2 separate regions of the Zea mays genome follow, and region 2 is linked to region 1. A link is a contact called in public Hi-C data. All regions are on one chromosome and are shown on one strand. Each heading gives the region's core, a stretch centred on a gene start, on an enhancer-like site or on the middle of the called end of the contact. The rest is flanking DNA. Distances are from core to core; before and after follow the strand shown. Region 1 holds the start of LOC100273620 (jasmonate-regulated gene 21). Region 2 holds the start of LOC100384354.

The links. A called contact is a pair of places that touch in the nucleus more often than the background predicts.
Region 2: a contact with region 1 is called in a Hi-C map of tassel, with 1.8 times the contacts expected there. The contact joins the promoter of LOC100384354 here to the promoter of LOC100273620 in region 1. A contact is called at or near these places in 3 of 25 Hi-C or Micro-C datasets (bundle sheath, ear and tassel).

The regions. Positions count from the first base shown.
Region 1 is chr1:44,727,141-44,734,825 of Zm-B73-REFERENCE-NAM-5.0, reverse strand. LOC100273620 (jasmonate-regulated gene 21) reads right to left here and starts at 4,940. Exons shown (of 3, transcript NM_001148036.1): 1 at 4,570-4,940; 2 at 4,085-4,421; 3 at 1-142. The coding sequence starts at 4,883.
Region 2 is chr1:44,890,017-44,897,701 of Zm-B73-REFERENCE-NAM-5.0, reverse strand. It overlaps LOC100384354, which reads right to left and starts at 4,403. Exons shown (of 10, transcript NM_001353417.1): 1 at 4,111-4,403; 2 at 814-3,177; 3 at 330-459; 4 at 163-248; 5 at 1-29. The coding sequence starts at 4,215. LOC100303814 reads right to left here. Exons shown (of 6, transcript NR_158632.1): 3 at 7,122-7,549; 4 at 6,793-7,048; 5 at 6,635-6,707; 6 at 6,283-6,537.

The DNA of each region.
Region 1 (7,685 bases), core at 3,691-6,190:
GGTCGGGCCCCACCAGCTCCGCCATCGGCGCGATGGGCAGGTCGCTTCGCGGGTTGTAGAAGAAAGCCATAGACAGCCGGTCCTCTGCCGCGCTTACCGTCACCCGGTGCTCCACGCTCTTGTATGCCGCGTTGCTCAGCACCTGCGCAGGCGCACAACATGCATGCGTATTTTAGTGTGCAAACGTGACAATTATATATATGAACTGCCCCGCAGGTACATGCATGCAATTATGCATGGTGCTGCGCATACTTGTGATTTGTGAAATATAAGGTGTCAAAATAATATTTGTCGGTTCATTTTTGAAGTAAAACACGATAAATAAAAAAAAGAACGGATGAGATATTTATTAGTGCATGCCAGGGATTTGACTAATGCAGTACAATATTTTTTAAGGCTTCAATTACACAGACCGATAGAGTTTGGCCGCTAACTCTTGGTTGGATATATACATAAATGAATAAATGAGGGCAGTTATATATGGCAACGACTGCTATGCAAGTAGTCCTTCTTTGAAAGCGTGCAAGCAAACCATATAATCTATTAGATTACGATCATGGTTTTTAGAGGTTTTTTATAAAGATTATTGAGCTGGTGGTGGAAAGGTTTAAGTGTTAAATGTGACCTACGGTTGGATCGTAATCTAATGGATCAGATAGTTTGCTTGCAGGCTTGCGAAGAATGACCGCTTACATAGCAGTCGTTGCCGTTATATATTAACACAGTATTTGAAGGAAGAATTTTTGGTACTATCGTATTATCAGTATATATACACACATAATATATAGCTTAAGATATTGTCGGCCAAAGTCAGAGAAAACTATGCTAATATATATCTAGGGTATAGACGAAAAAATAAAATAGCTAGTGTTTGGTTGGCCACTGGAATGCTAGCGACAAGAGATCGAGTTTGAATGGTCAGCCAAAGGCAAAATAATTCGGATGGTTATCCTGTTCGACCTTGAGATGGATCGAGCAGACGAAACGAGGCGCTGATGGTCGTCCCACGTGCACGGACGCGTACTTTTGGAAGCGAATGGTTCTGCAGGGCCTATCGCGCAGATGTGCTGCTTTGATCTGTGATGGCAACGGCACATCAATACAAATCCAAGGAGACATGCACGTCCAGTCTCGCAAAGCTGCAAAGATACGGTACGTCTCTCTGGGCAGTGCACACAGACGGGCAGGCAGACAGACCTAGGTCATGCTAGGAGACAAAAATACCAAGCAGGTGTCCAACTCCACTCTCACCTTTATTATACCCCCACGGCCCCACTTGTGCACGGCTGTGCTGTGCAGAGTGCGCGCACACTAATAGCTAAGAGCAACTCCAATAGTTCTCTAAATAACTCTCTAAATTTTAAATTTAAGAAGTGAACAGAAAAATGCTTCTCCAATGGTTCTCTAAATAGACTTGCTAAATTTACTTAGTTGCTATTCAACTCTATTTACTCTCCACATTTAGCAACTCAGTAGGAACTCTCTAAATACAGTTGACGTCAATTTCTTCACACTAGCGTGATTATTTTTACCTTTCCCATACAGTGAGATAGCCAGTTATAACACACTCTTTTTTCATTTTCTAGCATAATGAGGTAGCTAGGTCAAACACGTATGACGCAAGTTTCTCCTTCACCGTCGAACCTAACTTTCTCATAGGTTGCGTCACCGGACCACCACTCATCCATAATTCATATCGACCGACCTTTTTTCTTCCGCCCTCATATCCTCTGCTCTCAACCTTATTATCAGGCAGATCTCATAGAGACAGGGCCGCTAAAGCTAGATTCAAAATCGAACTACTTCCTAAATATGAGCAACTATTGGAGACTAAGTTATTTTTTACTTCTAATAGCTATTTAGCAACTTGCTAAACATGATTGTAGCAAGCTATTTTTTAGAGAACTACTGGAGTTGCTCTAAGGCTAGTTAAATCATCGTCGTGGCCGTATCCAAACTCCACGCTGCTTAGAATAGTGTAGTATACAGTATAAATTAGTGTTTTAGATGACTACATAAATAAACTGCTTGATAGGGTCTAAGGGAGTCTTTGGTTCACCTGACTAAAGTTTAGTTCATGTCATATTAAATGTTTAAATATCAATTATAAATATTAAATATAGACTTAATTAGATTTAGTAAATTTGTCTTGTTTTTTAGGCATATACAACCTAGAGATTCTGGCTCGGTTTTTCAAATACAAGAGACAGTCAGGGGATAGCAGGGCCGATCCTAGAGGGGGGCAAGTGGAGCCGCCGCACCGGGCCTCCGATTTTGGAAGGGCCCCAAGTAATATACATGTATATATAATCTTAGATTTTTTGAGTATGTTCGGCAAATAGATCTGTATCCAAATATTTCAATCGTTCATTGGATATTATTTACTGTGCTTGTGACTGTGGCATCGGCTTAGAGAAGCTTTTTAAAGTTAAAATTGTTGAAGAACTATTAAGGTCAACAATGTCTCAAGATCGCCTCAACGGATTGGCTACTTTATACATTGAGAAAAATTATTAGACGAGGTTGGTAGCAACAATATTATCAATGACTTCGCATCAAGAAACATTAAAAGAATTTTTTGAGATAATATGTAGAAAGATTCGAAGTTGTTTTGATATATTATAGATTTTTATCATTCAAAAATTTTGCTTATGTACTTAGAAGAAAGTGTATATATATATATATATATATATATTATAGACTTTTATCATTCAAAATTTTTTGAGGGCTCTAATTTTTTGTTTCGCCCCGGGTCTATGAAACCTCAGGACCGGCCCTGGGGGATAGCATGATACAACCGAGGGACTTCGTCTCGGTTTTCCAAGTAAAAGAGTTAGTTAAAAGACTGCATGATACAACTCTGAGCCTTTAAATCATTAATGTAGTCAAGTCACAATTATGTATAGAGAGTCATGTAGAGATGAGCTCTTCGCGAATAGGCTGTATCTTGATTTTTTTTCACTTGGCCCCCTAAAAATCCCATAAGAGACACCTCATTTAATTGGATTGTACATGCCCTTAGTCTTTATCTATATAAGTAGTTTTACAATTAGAATATATTTAATACCTATAATTTTACTCAAATTTTTGATGCGACCGGGACTAAATTTTAGGCCTCCTTTGGATTTGGATTGTACGAATTTTTTTCTCGTGTTCCTTGTGTCTTTTCGGTGAAAATAAACTACTTTCTATAAATTTCAGTATAATTCGTGTGAAATTCCTACATTCTAAAGGAAGTCTTAGTTGGGTGAAACCAAACACCCTATAAATCAATCTTTATAACTGTGCACATAACATACATAAAATCCATTAACTAGGAGTATAACCTGCTGATTTCCCCTTGGCCATTATATCTGTGACACACGTAACAGACACAAGATCCCTCTTTTTTTGTGTATGGGCAATATTTTTGGCATGTTAAGGCTCTGTTCTAAATCTCTAAAGCTAATTGCTAGTTAGTTAATAAGTTATTATATAGGTAGGTTGAAATAGCTAAGAACTAATAACTATTTGAGAGGTATAGCTAACAATTAATTAGCTGACTCATTCTAAATCTCTCAGCCAATTTTAACTGCTAACTATTATTTTTAGAAGTTTGATACAAGGCATAAGAAAATTCTACTAGTACCTGGTGGGTAAGGACATGTGTTGGATGGCTTATGTCCAAACAAAAATGGTCCAACATATGTACATATCGGTCCATGCTTTTGTCGCAAATCTTGAGTCCTGACATATGATCAATCAGATCCGGGGACGCTCTGCCTCAGTTTTGAAGCGCTTCTTTTCTTGATGCCGCCGTGCTGGTCCTGGGAACACGTGTCGCCGTCTTTACGTTCGTCATATAGTGTGTTTCTTTTGGTTGTTTAGTTTTTTTTAATTTCTGGATATCTTTGCGGCTTAATAAGATTGGTGCACATGCGATGCGACGTCGTTATTACACTAGCCAATCGTCTCTCTCTATTATGAAATATAATAACCGCTATTCAGTCTATTATTTTCTTTTTGCCCCAAGAGACATGATTTTTTCTTTTACGTATATACCACGTGCACATATGTAAGACCGACCATTATGATTATTGCGTACCTGGATCTGGTCGCCGACGTTGACGATGAAGGCGTCGGGGACGGGTTCGACGACGATCCACTGGCCGTCGGGGCTCCTTACCTGCAGGCCCTTGACGTGGTCGTCCACCAGCAGCATGGTCATGCCGCCGGGGTCGGAGTGCCCCGCTACGCCCAGCGTCAGCTCTGGCTGCGGGCACTGCGGGTAGAAGTTGACCCGCAAGCACGCCCCTTCGCCGCCCTCTCCGCCGAACGCCGCCTGCAGTCTCCCGGCTTCCAGCCCCAGCCCGCTGGAGAGCAGCCGCATCACCCTCCGGCACAGCTGCAACACTTCCTCGCCGTACTCCTCCGTTGCCCCCCTGCAACGACGACCATGCACGTCCCGTGCAAGCATGCATGCATAATGAGATCAACGAACTAGGGCCCGAACGGAACGGTGCTAGCTTGGTCGACGATACAAGTATAGAGCGCAAGCATGCAGTGCAGTGTCTGTTTTTTTTTTTTTACCGTAGGGAGGAAGGCAGGGAAGGCCACTTCTCGTGGCTCTTGAGGGAAGCCGGCAGCAGATGGAGGAAGTAGTAGTCGCCCCAGTCCAGCGGGCCGCCCTTGGCGGTGCCGAGGCGGCTGCCGTAGCCCTCGTACGTCGCCGGCGAGTTCGCGTAACGCTCGCGCACCTCCGCGGGCTGCCGGAAGAAGCCACGCCACGCCGCGCGCGCGCCGCGCAGCAGCTCCGGGCGGACGCCGTGGTTCACTGCCTGGAAAAAGCCCCACTCCCGGCACGCCGCCGCCACGGCGCTGGATGTCGCGTCCACGTCTAGCATTGACAGGTCTACGACTGGGATATTCGGGCCGCTGCCATCGGAGGCCGGTGAGAGCCGGGGCCGCTCCGACAGGGGCTTCACATACCGCTCGGGGATCGTGTCGCCGCACGTGTCAGACACAGCCTGGACGCGCACCACGGGCTCCGGCCAGCCGGCGCCGCCGTTGAAGCAGCTTATTGCCATCGGCCGGGGAGCTGCTGGCTTAAGACAAAACCGCCCTGTATATTGTGTGCACAACTTACACTTGCACACTCATGGCATATATTTGTTGATATATAGCGGTCGCAATTGTACACGTGATGGTCCAGAGAGCTGAGATGTCTAGTAATAATAATACCGTATTTTACCCCCTTTTATAAATCAAAGGATAAGGGAGAGACATTGTGGCTTTGCGATCATCATTGGAGTGTTGAATATAAAACTTCAACTAGCTAGCTAGTGGCCTTGAAAGCAACATGCATGGCTAGGGAAAATAAAGCACGTGCTCAAAGAATAAATAGTAGTACAATATATATAAAAAGGTTAGCTCTGTCTGTGTAATGTAATCATTCTTGGATTTTGTGGTCACGGAGGTATACCACCACACACAGCACTCCTGTTGCAATTTGTGCACTTCATCTGATCATCACCAATTGCGGCCACAGTAGGATTTTTTGTTAGTCAAATATGTTTTGTTTGGCAATCGGTTTTTCAAATTTCACATGGACAGGTAACCTAGCTTCTTTTCATTCCTAAGCTTGAGCTACATATCTATGCGCCTGTTTGGTATATTTTTTCTAAACAACTTTTTTTTTGAGAATCTGAATTTCTGAATAATCTAGGTGTCACGAGAATCTAAATTCGCGAGCCTTGTATGCAGAGTTGTTAAGATTTATGGGTTAGGCCCAACTTGAGAAAATCAAATAAATCACAGGAAAATCTCAAAAGCCCATATAAGTATGGCTAGGGAATAGATGGAACTAATAGCACCATATTGCTAGTTCTAGTAGAGTAGAGCTAGCTTAAATATGGAAGCCACACTCACTCACCAAGTCATGGATGAGAGGAGAGAGTGTGGAGAGCCACACACGTGTGCGCGCTCGCTCGCCTGGCCGGCCCAGGGCGGGGGCAAAGGGCGCACGACATGCGCGTGAATGGTCCGCCGAAATCATGGTCCGCTGAAATCCGGCCCCTCGCCTTGCGGGGGCGCAGTTTCCTTTTGCCGTTTGAATTTTTGGTTACTTGGCTGTTAAGTTTAGAATCCTAACCGATCGCTATAAAATCTAAACTGAACGCGAGATTTTCGCGGGCGGATAAGATCAAAGGTAGCTATCTGGTTGCGGATTCGGCACTATAAATAGCGCCTGACAGCCAGCATCCAATTCATCCCAGTTTCGCTTTCGTCTCTCTTCATATCTGAGCCGCCTTCCAGTTCCCTTCATCCCGACCGCAGACGTGCATCTGCGATCAGGAGAGCAGGTCTCCGGAACCCTTCGTCTTCTAGATCCTGCACCGGGAGAGGGCGAATAAGGTTTTTGGGAAGCGTCTTCATGCGACTGCTCGTGATCTTCTGACGTCGTCGACCCTGCTGATTCCGGCGCGCGCCATCTATCAGTATGTCTAATTAGTACGCATCATCTGATTTGACTTTTTACTTCAGTTCTTCTGATTTGGTCATGATTTATATTCAGAATTTAATCCGGAATTTGTCTAATTATTCAACAAGAGTAAGGTGAAAGATCCGTAGGGTTTTAGAAAGAAAAAGCAACATGTTCCTCTTATCGCGCCGACTCGGCAAATTCTGTATTCACGTTGATTTAGCGATTTAGGTGATTTTCATAGAAGCGATTCTCACCGAATCAGTCTGAGAAGTGAAGCGTTTGGCGGTCAAGAACCGATTCTGAGTGCCAGAATCCGGCTAGAATCCGAAACAAACAAGCCCTCTAAGAAGGATGAAATTCTCTCCTTTAAATCACCCGTCACTCTCTTTGTCTCCGTCTATTGCTCCACTCACTCTCAAGCATAAGAGTCTTTGCCCGGTTTTATAGGAGTCCTAGTTATTTTACTATCCCGTTCGTGTTCATGATCCGTAGTAACAAAAGAATTAATAACATGCGTCTACACAGACCAATTCCAAGACATACACACAAGCTGCTTGCCATGACATAATACTTGAATATAATGCGTGTCTTTTTATTTGTACCAGTATAATGCTCGCCATGCATGCCGTCATCCTCACACATCCTCTGTGGAGAGCCGGCCGCCGCCTTGGTCCATCCTTCTGGATCGGCGGCATTTAACAAAGCAAGAGAAAGACAACGCAGGGGAGAGACCGAGAGAGCATCGTGGGGCCGTGAGGGCGTGTATGGGGTCGTATGTGAGGGTGGGATGATCTAGACGTCCTTGGTCGTTAGATGTGAGTGAGATAAAGAATAAGGGAAAAGAGATCTGGTTTAATGTGATGGATGAGGATTTTCTGTGTGTATAAAATGGGATGCGTGAAAACACATCTGAGTGTGGGGGTATGTGGGTTATTTGTTGGGTGATCTAGATTAATTTAACTGGTACTTTATTTAGGGGTTTAGATAAAAAAACGCATCAACAAAAACTAATACTTCCTCCGTTTATTTTTAGTTGTCGCTGAATAGTTCAATTTTGCACTATCCAGCGATAACTAAAACGAAACGGAGGAAGTGGTTATTACGACCTTTTCTCCTCTAGATTGGTTTGTTCGTAATGCTTCTTTGCGCAGAGAGAGAGAAAAACAGCAAAACAAAGAGAGACCTTATCCCCTAGATTGGCACGGAGAGATCATACATACAT
Region 2 (7,685 bases), core at 3,154-5,653, 160 kb before region 1:
CCAATGACTTCTTGCAAATGTTGAAATACCTGCACGATAGAACGGGACACCAGAATCAATCATTTGGTGTGTCTGAAAGACATCATAATGAGAATGAGTTCAAATTATATTCGAAAGTCATTTCAGGTAAAAGGTAGCATTTTTTATTAAGTAATATCATACATTTGAGCATCCCCTGCTGCAAAACCAACAACCTTCTGGTCGGCAGATAAGCTGATGGTCACTATTTCTAGTGCAACCGACATGATCTACCAAAAGAAAGTGAAAGAAATCAGCAATCACAATAAAAATCTGGAACATTTTATAGATAATTGTTGAAATAAGCATACATTCCCGTTCACACTGATCACAGTACACTATGGTCTTCTCAGTGAATTGGCTGATATCAGGATCATAATCACTCAAGTTACAAATACCGCATCTGCAGGATGGACAATACCAGCTTCCTTCTGGAATGGCCTACAAAAGCAGAATGCAACTGAAATATCTTTCCTAAAGCAAGTGTAAATAGAAAGAACTTGTGCAGAAATAACTGAAGAAACACAGGAATGATATAATGCACATGCTCTTCATCATACTCAAAAAAGAGAAGGAACATTTATCATAAGTTCTCACTACCAATATGATATGGATTGAGACTTGAGCAAGAATATTCATCAAAAACTAACAACCATATAACTAAAGCAAATGGAAGCAAAAACTGTCATGTTACCAGGCTACTTATTGGAAGCTTGCAAGTTGCAACAATAGAGGTACTAGCAGATTGAAACTAGAGACTAAGTAGATAGATTCACACATAGGATAATGGAGTACCTCTACCTCCAAGCCGACACAATCATAATGATAAGATGATGGGCAATTGTCACAAAGTAATAAATCCCCACCATCATGGCACACAGAGCATATCGAATCACTTTCCAGATCAGAACTACTCCCCTTCAAGCGCACATGCAGTGGATCTCTGGGCTTGTTTCCACCCATGAATTCAACTAAACACTGTGATAGGGACCTTCCATCCTTTAAAAACATATGAGCCGAAGGTAATGGTGTACTGCTCCCAGCATGAACCTCAAAATTCTCCACAGTGAATAATTCATTACAACACATGCATTTTATTCCATCTCTGCTGATGGAACCTTCCTTTATACCAGGTCCATCACTTCGCTTATATGTAACCTTATCCCTTGGTACCACAATATTTTTCTCTACCAACAAAGACAAAACTGTCTTCACGTGATGCCGACAGGGAAAGATCTGTCCATGTGAACAAAGAACTCGTGCACTGTTCAAAGAAACTGAAGATGGTTTTCTTTTCCTACATTTTCCATGATGTGCAGACAAGGTAAACATGTTGCTACATCTGTCTACAACAGGCATACCCTGTATTTTACTTGAATCCTTTAATCCACCGCTGAGTGCTATCAATTTTGATGGACGCATAGAACCATCAGCAGAACCATGGTTGGCGATTTTAATGTCTGCATCACTGTCCTCCTGATATCCATTTTCCAAGTAACCTTTACATGCTGCCACTAAAGAGCTGTAAGACTTGCCATGTGGAGCACCATACCTCAACTCCAATTTGTTTCTAGACTTTTTCTTTAACCAAAAATTCCACCCAGCAGATTTGAGAAACTTCTGAGCATTTGATCTCAACAGTTTCCTCCTCCTGGAATTTTGCTTATCAGTTTTCATATAGTCTATGTATTTTTCAAGAGCATCAGTTTTATCCCTTCGTTTACGTTTATTGAGCCTTGCCAGGCCAGTTGACACTGTCAAATGAGCACCTTTTGCTGCTGTCCGATAGCTGGGCCTGTCATCTTGTTTAACGCCTCCAACTATCAAACTGCATATTACCTGAATGATAGAAACATAAGTCTTCCCATAAGGTGACTCGTACCGGTATCTTGTAGTGTGTTTATGATGGCCATTTTCTTGAATTTCGTCCTTTTTGAACTTAATACTCCAACCCAGTGCCAATAGATGCTTCTTCAGCTTCACACTCAGAGTTCTATCAATTGTCCTCTGAAGGACAGTTGTGCCATCTTGATAACTAGCAAGAAGGGAAACTATCTGTGGGGAAAATTCAGCATCCAGTTGAACCAATTCCCAAGATCTTGATGGGCTCGTGATCCATTTATCATTGGACTTGTTCTTTACCAAGGCAAGATCCATGTGTGTCTGGTTGTAGCATGCATTCTTGTGCACCAGACTCATACTGTCTAGATGCAAATTTTCTGTATGATCATATTGGTAACCATTTGCTTCTTTTGCAGCCAAACACGCCTGGCATGCTCCTAGAAAAGATGGAAACCGCTTACCATCAGGTGAGATGTAAAACTTGTTCTTAGGTCTGTCATCCAGAAAGGTCCATCCTGAAGATTTAAGGTGTTGCTTTGCCCACTCTTTTTTGATAAGAGCATTTTTCCTATTATTCCGATAGCATGAGATGTATTCTGATAATGCTTGGAATGGATCCAGCCTATCCAAGACAGTGGTCTCAACTGTATCCTTCTGAACTGCTTCCACTTGATATCCATCTAGGGTAGGCTTGTCACATAGAGACCACAATTCAGCAATGACATCTGCAAGTGATCTCTCCCAAAAATCTTCTGTTCCACACATCCACATTTTGGCATCAGTCTTAAAAGAAGGTTTGGATCTTAAGTCAAACCATATCTGCCTGATTGACACAGGTAAACCATCTCTCTCTTCATGTGACAAAAGTATCTGCAGAAATGACCAGATTCCACGTGGTTTCCATTCCCCTGTAGCTTCATCCCAGTCTTGAGTAAGACGTAGCTGATCAACTTCTATAATGCATTCATCACCTTCATCAGGGAAAAGGACTTTCCTTTCCATAGAGCCTTCAGCATGATCAGCAATAACACCTTCCCAGTAGGAACTTTCTATGAGTGCGTCAACACAAAGTCCATAGCTTGCATGAGACACCTGCAGTGCTTGATGTGGACACATTGGCCTAATGTTGCCACGAATGAGTTCCTCAGGCATACTTGACTTACCATCAATGGCATCTGACACTTGAACATTCTCAACAAGAGGTGACCCATTTTCATCAATGAAATCAGTATATCTGACTGCGCGAGCATTTTCCAGAATACCAATAACAATAGCCTTATGCCAGGAGCCACGTAGTCCTTGATCACAACTCAGCACCTACAGAATAGAAAGACCTCAATGAATATCTCGGGCAATTCCATCCACAGTTTGAGGGCACACATAGTGACAGTGCAAAAAGAAAACTAGGGGTTAGCATATCCCATAATCATCATAAAAACAATGAACACATTGGAATCCTGAAGGAAACACAATTACACAAGGGGTGTGTTAAACGGGATAGTAAAACGTTACTATTTCATTAACAGACAGGTCAAATTCAATCGGTACATGCATCAAATTGGATCGCAAAAGAATAAAAAGTGATATATCAATTAAGTAATTCCTACCTAACTAATACAAGGGTGCCCAATTGGCAGGCATCAATTGCCAGCCCACAGAGGTAACTGGCATCAGCCACAAATCCAAAGAAATATACCTATTACAAATTAGCCACCTTGCTTAGATGTCAATAATAATACTACCCGAACTCACTGAGGGATGAAGCGAGAAGCCAAGATTCTGAACTATCTGCACGTGAATAAAGAAGGCTCACTGCCGCATCGCTGTTGCGGCTTGATAGCCATCTATGTGGCAGAACCTTCTACTAATATTGTCGCATTTCCGCATAGGGGAGTTAAGGTCGCTCCAAGTCACCAACCACCCAATATAAACTCCGCAGAGCAACTAAAAAATACATGGAAATACGTAATTAAGCACCCACTTCGCCGCAGATTAACAAAAGCATGTTATTCCTAACCAATAACCACCTGGATGCCCTCGCGATCATCCCCGGCAGCGGAGCGGCCGATGCTCGGTATCAAGGTTAACCGAGAATCGCCTGGTCACGACCCTGATCATGGGCGGTGACCTCAAGCATTGGAAACGCAATAAAATCGAAAACCCAGGCACCCTGCCCATCACCCGCGGACCATCGCCCTTAGCCGCAATGCGGTGGACCTCATCGCAAACGACGGCGCGGATGGCGCTCACCTCGACGACTTCGCCGACGAGGAGCTTCCTCCCGTCCCGTGCAGCCGCGGCGGCGGCAGGGGGCGACGACTTGCGGCGGCGCTTTCTAGCCGCCCCGCTCGCCATTGCGGAGCGCGGCTGCGGGGACTGGTGGGTGGGGTAGGGTTCAGTGCTTGTCGAATGGTGAGTGCCGCAGAATTGGGAGGTTGGACTAGTAGTCCCGGGATACGGGGAGGAGCCCAAGAGAAGGCAATGGAGGCGGCGGAGGACTATAGAGGGGGAGAACGAGAAGAGGAGAGAAGGTTTCGTGCTGTGGGAGGCGGTGGCGTTTGTTATGCGCGCTAGTTATGGACTGCGTAAAGTCGTGCGATTTTATTATCTTGGATTTGATTCGCCCAAATTTGAGTTGTTTCCTTCGTTTTAAACGGTGGGTGAAGCATCTTTAATAAAAAGTGCTAGTTATAAAAATTAAAATAATACATCATTTACAATATTTGGGACCATAAAAAACATTTATAGCTACAACCTTTGAGTCATATTATATTATTAAGAAATAGATCACGTCATTTAGAAAATAAAAGGTTATAAATACCGTATAAAACAAGAATAGAGCTCTAGCATATAAGGTCCTCTAATATCGCTCTAGAGCAAAACTATATTACGGAGCTGACCAGAGCCTGCCAAACAACCTAACTCTATATTTGTAAACTTTATAGAGTTTTCAAAGCTGTTGTACAATTTTTGGAGTATCTCTTTTAGTGCTTCGAAAACTCTAAAAAAAAGCAACCTAGATATAGAGTTTGGAGTTATTTATACATCACTGCTTATGAGAAATCAACCTAAATTCTGAAGCAGAGCTGCTCCATCTAGAATTTTGGAGTAGAATTTCTCAAAGGTGGGGTAGAGTTATACTAAACACCCTCTTAGAATATGAGAAGCCGAGTAATATAATTAGTTATAATTTTTTGTGAAATAAAACCTTTGCAGAAGTAGCTTTTTAGTGTTAAAATCATATATTTCAAAATACAACTTCTCCTGTTCGACATGCGTGGAATCTGTGTTCTTTTGTCTCTTTTATTTATTATATAAAATGGAAATGTTTATATAAACTAGTACTTTTTGGGAACGCACTACTTGTGTTGTGCGTGTATACCGTCCTAGCGCTGCTTGTGCTTGCTGCACGGCTTCAGCCTTTCAGCGTTGGCAACTTTTGCATGAAGGATCAGATGACCCGAAAAATCCAAATTGGAGAGAGATAGAGGAAATAAAATATTGCCCGCAAATGTCAAGATCGTCCTCATTCGCGTTGCTTTGTACGTTTCGAGCATGAGGAGAGAGAACCATTGGGACGTTTGTGCATGTGCATTCATTTAGGATTTAGGTTACTGACAGTTCGTTTCAGTTGTTAAGACTGCCACAACTATAATTTATAAAGATAAAATATTTTATAAATAGTAGAAGTTGGTATGAATTAAAATTAAACGAACAAGTTAGCGCATGGTCCTCCTGTCTCCCTCTCTCCTGCATGCCGACAATAGGAGCACCGTGAAGGCCACACCGGACGCCCTACACGGCGGTATTTTTCTCTCCCTCGTTCTATGTGGTGAGCGCTAAACATCATGTCGATCTCGTGTTTTATGCCTATAAGTAATTGTTAGTTGAAGAAAAATAATAATAAATAATAAGTAGGTAAAAGAAATGATATTTTATAGCTGTAGTGGAGTGTAGGGAAATAATTTATAGTAATCGGGGTAAAATTTTGGCGTGACGTAAATATAGGTATAGAGGAATAAATTTAGAAGGAACCGATGCGGACAATCTTAGATAAAAGTTTCAACCTTTTATGATTGGTGACTACTCCAAGTCCAATTTTATCATTGTTTTTGACATAACTCCACGTAGCAATACATGATTAATTAGAGTAGATATTTTTTGTTCTATCCGTATTAAATAGATCATAGTGTGCATTTATACAACAACTTCGCGGAGCTCATATGGTTATTGGTTGAGGCCAATACTTATGAGGAAGTGATTTCGAGGTTGAGTCCTCTTAGACTACTAGGTGAGTGTCTGTGCGTTACAACGGAACCGTATAATAACACGATAATTATGTACATATGTGTGTTATATTGTTATAAGTATGTGTCTATACGTTGCGACGGAAATAAAAGATTTGTATGAAACATTGATACGGAACGACAAACATCACTATATAATATGCAAAATCCGTGTTTTTCATTATCAATATCACACAAATTATTTCTAAAAAGATAATTTAGAATTTTTAATTACAGACAAATGTGTCGACAACCGTACACTAATCAGCTAATCCTTTTTAGCGATATCGATAAGTCTCTGTTGTATGTTTGCAGGGATGGCATATCGGCACGAATTGTCCTCATAACTTAACAGATCAATCACAAAGTTCCTTCGAAGAATATTTGCATTCTACAGACAAAGACATAAGAGAACAAAACGTATTATATTGTAAAACGAGGTAGCTGGAATGTATGTTTTGAACATAAAACGAACGTACTACACTCACCCCAACAAATTTCATTCGTCTGTCATTCCCCCACATGGTCATAACTTGTAGAACGAGGTAGCTGGTATTAAACCTATAGAATAATGTTTGGCCAACTATGTTTTATACAATGATTATCATAAAAAAATTAAACTGCTGAGAAGGTACGAAGAAAATACCCTCTTAAGTCAATTGGAACACCAGTCTGAATTGTATGTTCCCACTTAAAGATATCCTCCGCCCATCCAGAACGTTTCTTGTTGTAAGCAATCTTATATTTCTTTGAGGCCATGATAATAGCTTCCGCAAACCTCTTGTATGGCATGTGTTTACACCAATCTTGAGTCGGTGTAAAGTCGATAAAAGTCACATGCTTTTAACATGATCTATTACGAAAAGGGCGTGACATTCGTTGAATTTTCATGGCATAAGAACCTGCAAAATATCAGTCATTAGGATTGCAAAGAAGGGTCCTTTATAAATACATTCGAAATGAACACATACTTACATATTTACAACCCGTGATATAATAATTCATTGATGGCCAACAATCGAGTGTTTTGGCTAACTCTTCTACTGTAGGATCCTGATGGTACTTTGGAGGAGCTTGTGCTTGACGACTGCTTTATACACCACCACGACTCAAAACTCTCCCTAAGTTCCACAACCGAAGAATCTATTGCAGTGAGGTGGGGGAGGGACAGGAGCTTGATGTTGTCGACGGAGGTGACAGGGCGTTCGGCGTGGGATCCAAGGGGACAGCTCGAGCAGCATCCTCTTGTCGTCTTGCGTCTAGAGGAGGCCGGGATGAGGCAGCGACGCTTGCGCTGCATGTCTTCAACGCAGAGCACGGAGAAGGCAACAACGCAGTTTCGATGCGGAGCTCGGCGAGGTGCCACGGTGTGGGTGGCAGAGCGAAGAAGAAGGGCTCTGTGACTTCAGGGCGGGCAGCAAGGAGTAGTATAGATATGCACATCAGGAGATTAGAAAAACATTCTCATAAGATTCATACCCTATTTTATAAATCTAAAATTTAGCATTGCAACAAGACAGATATACATGTATATAGCTA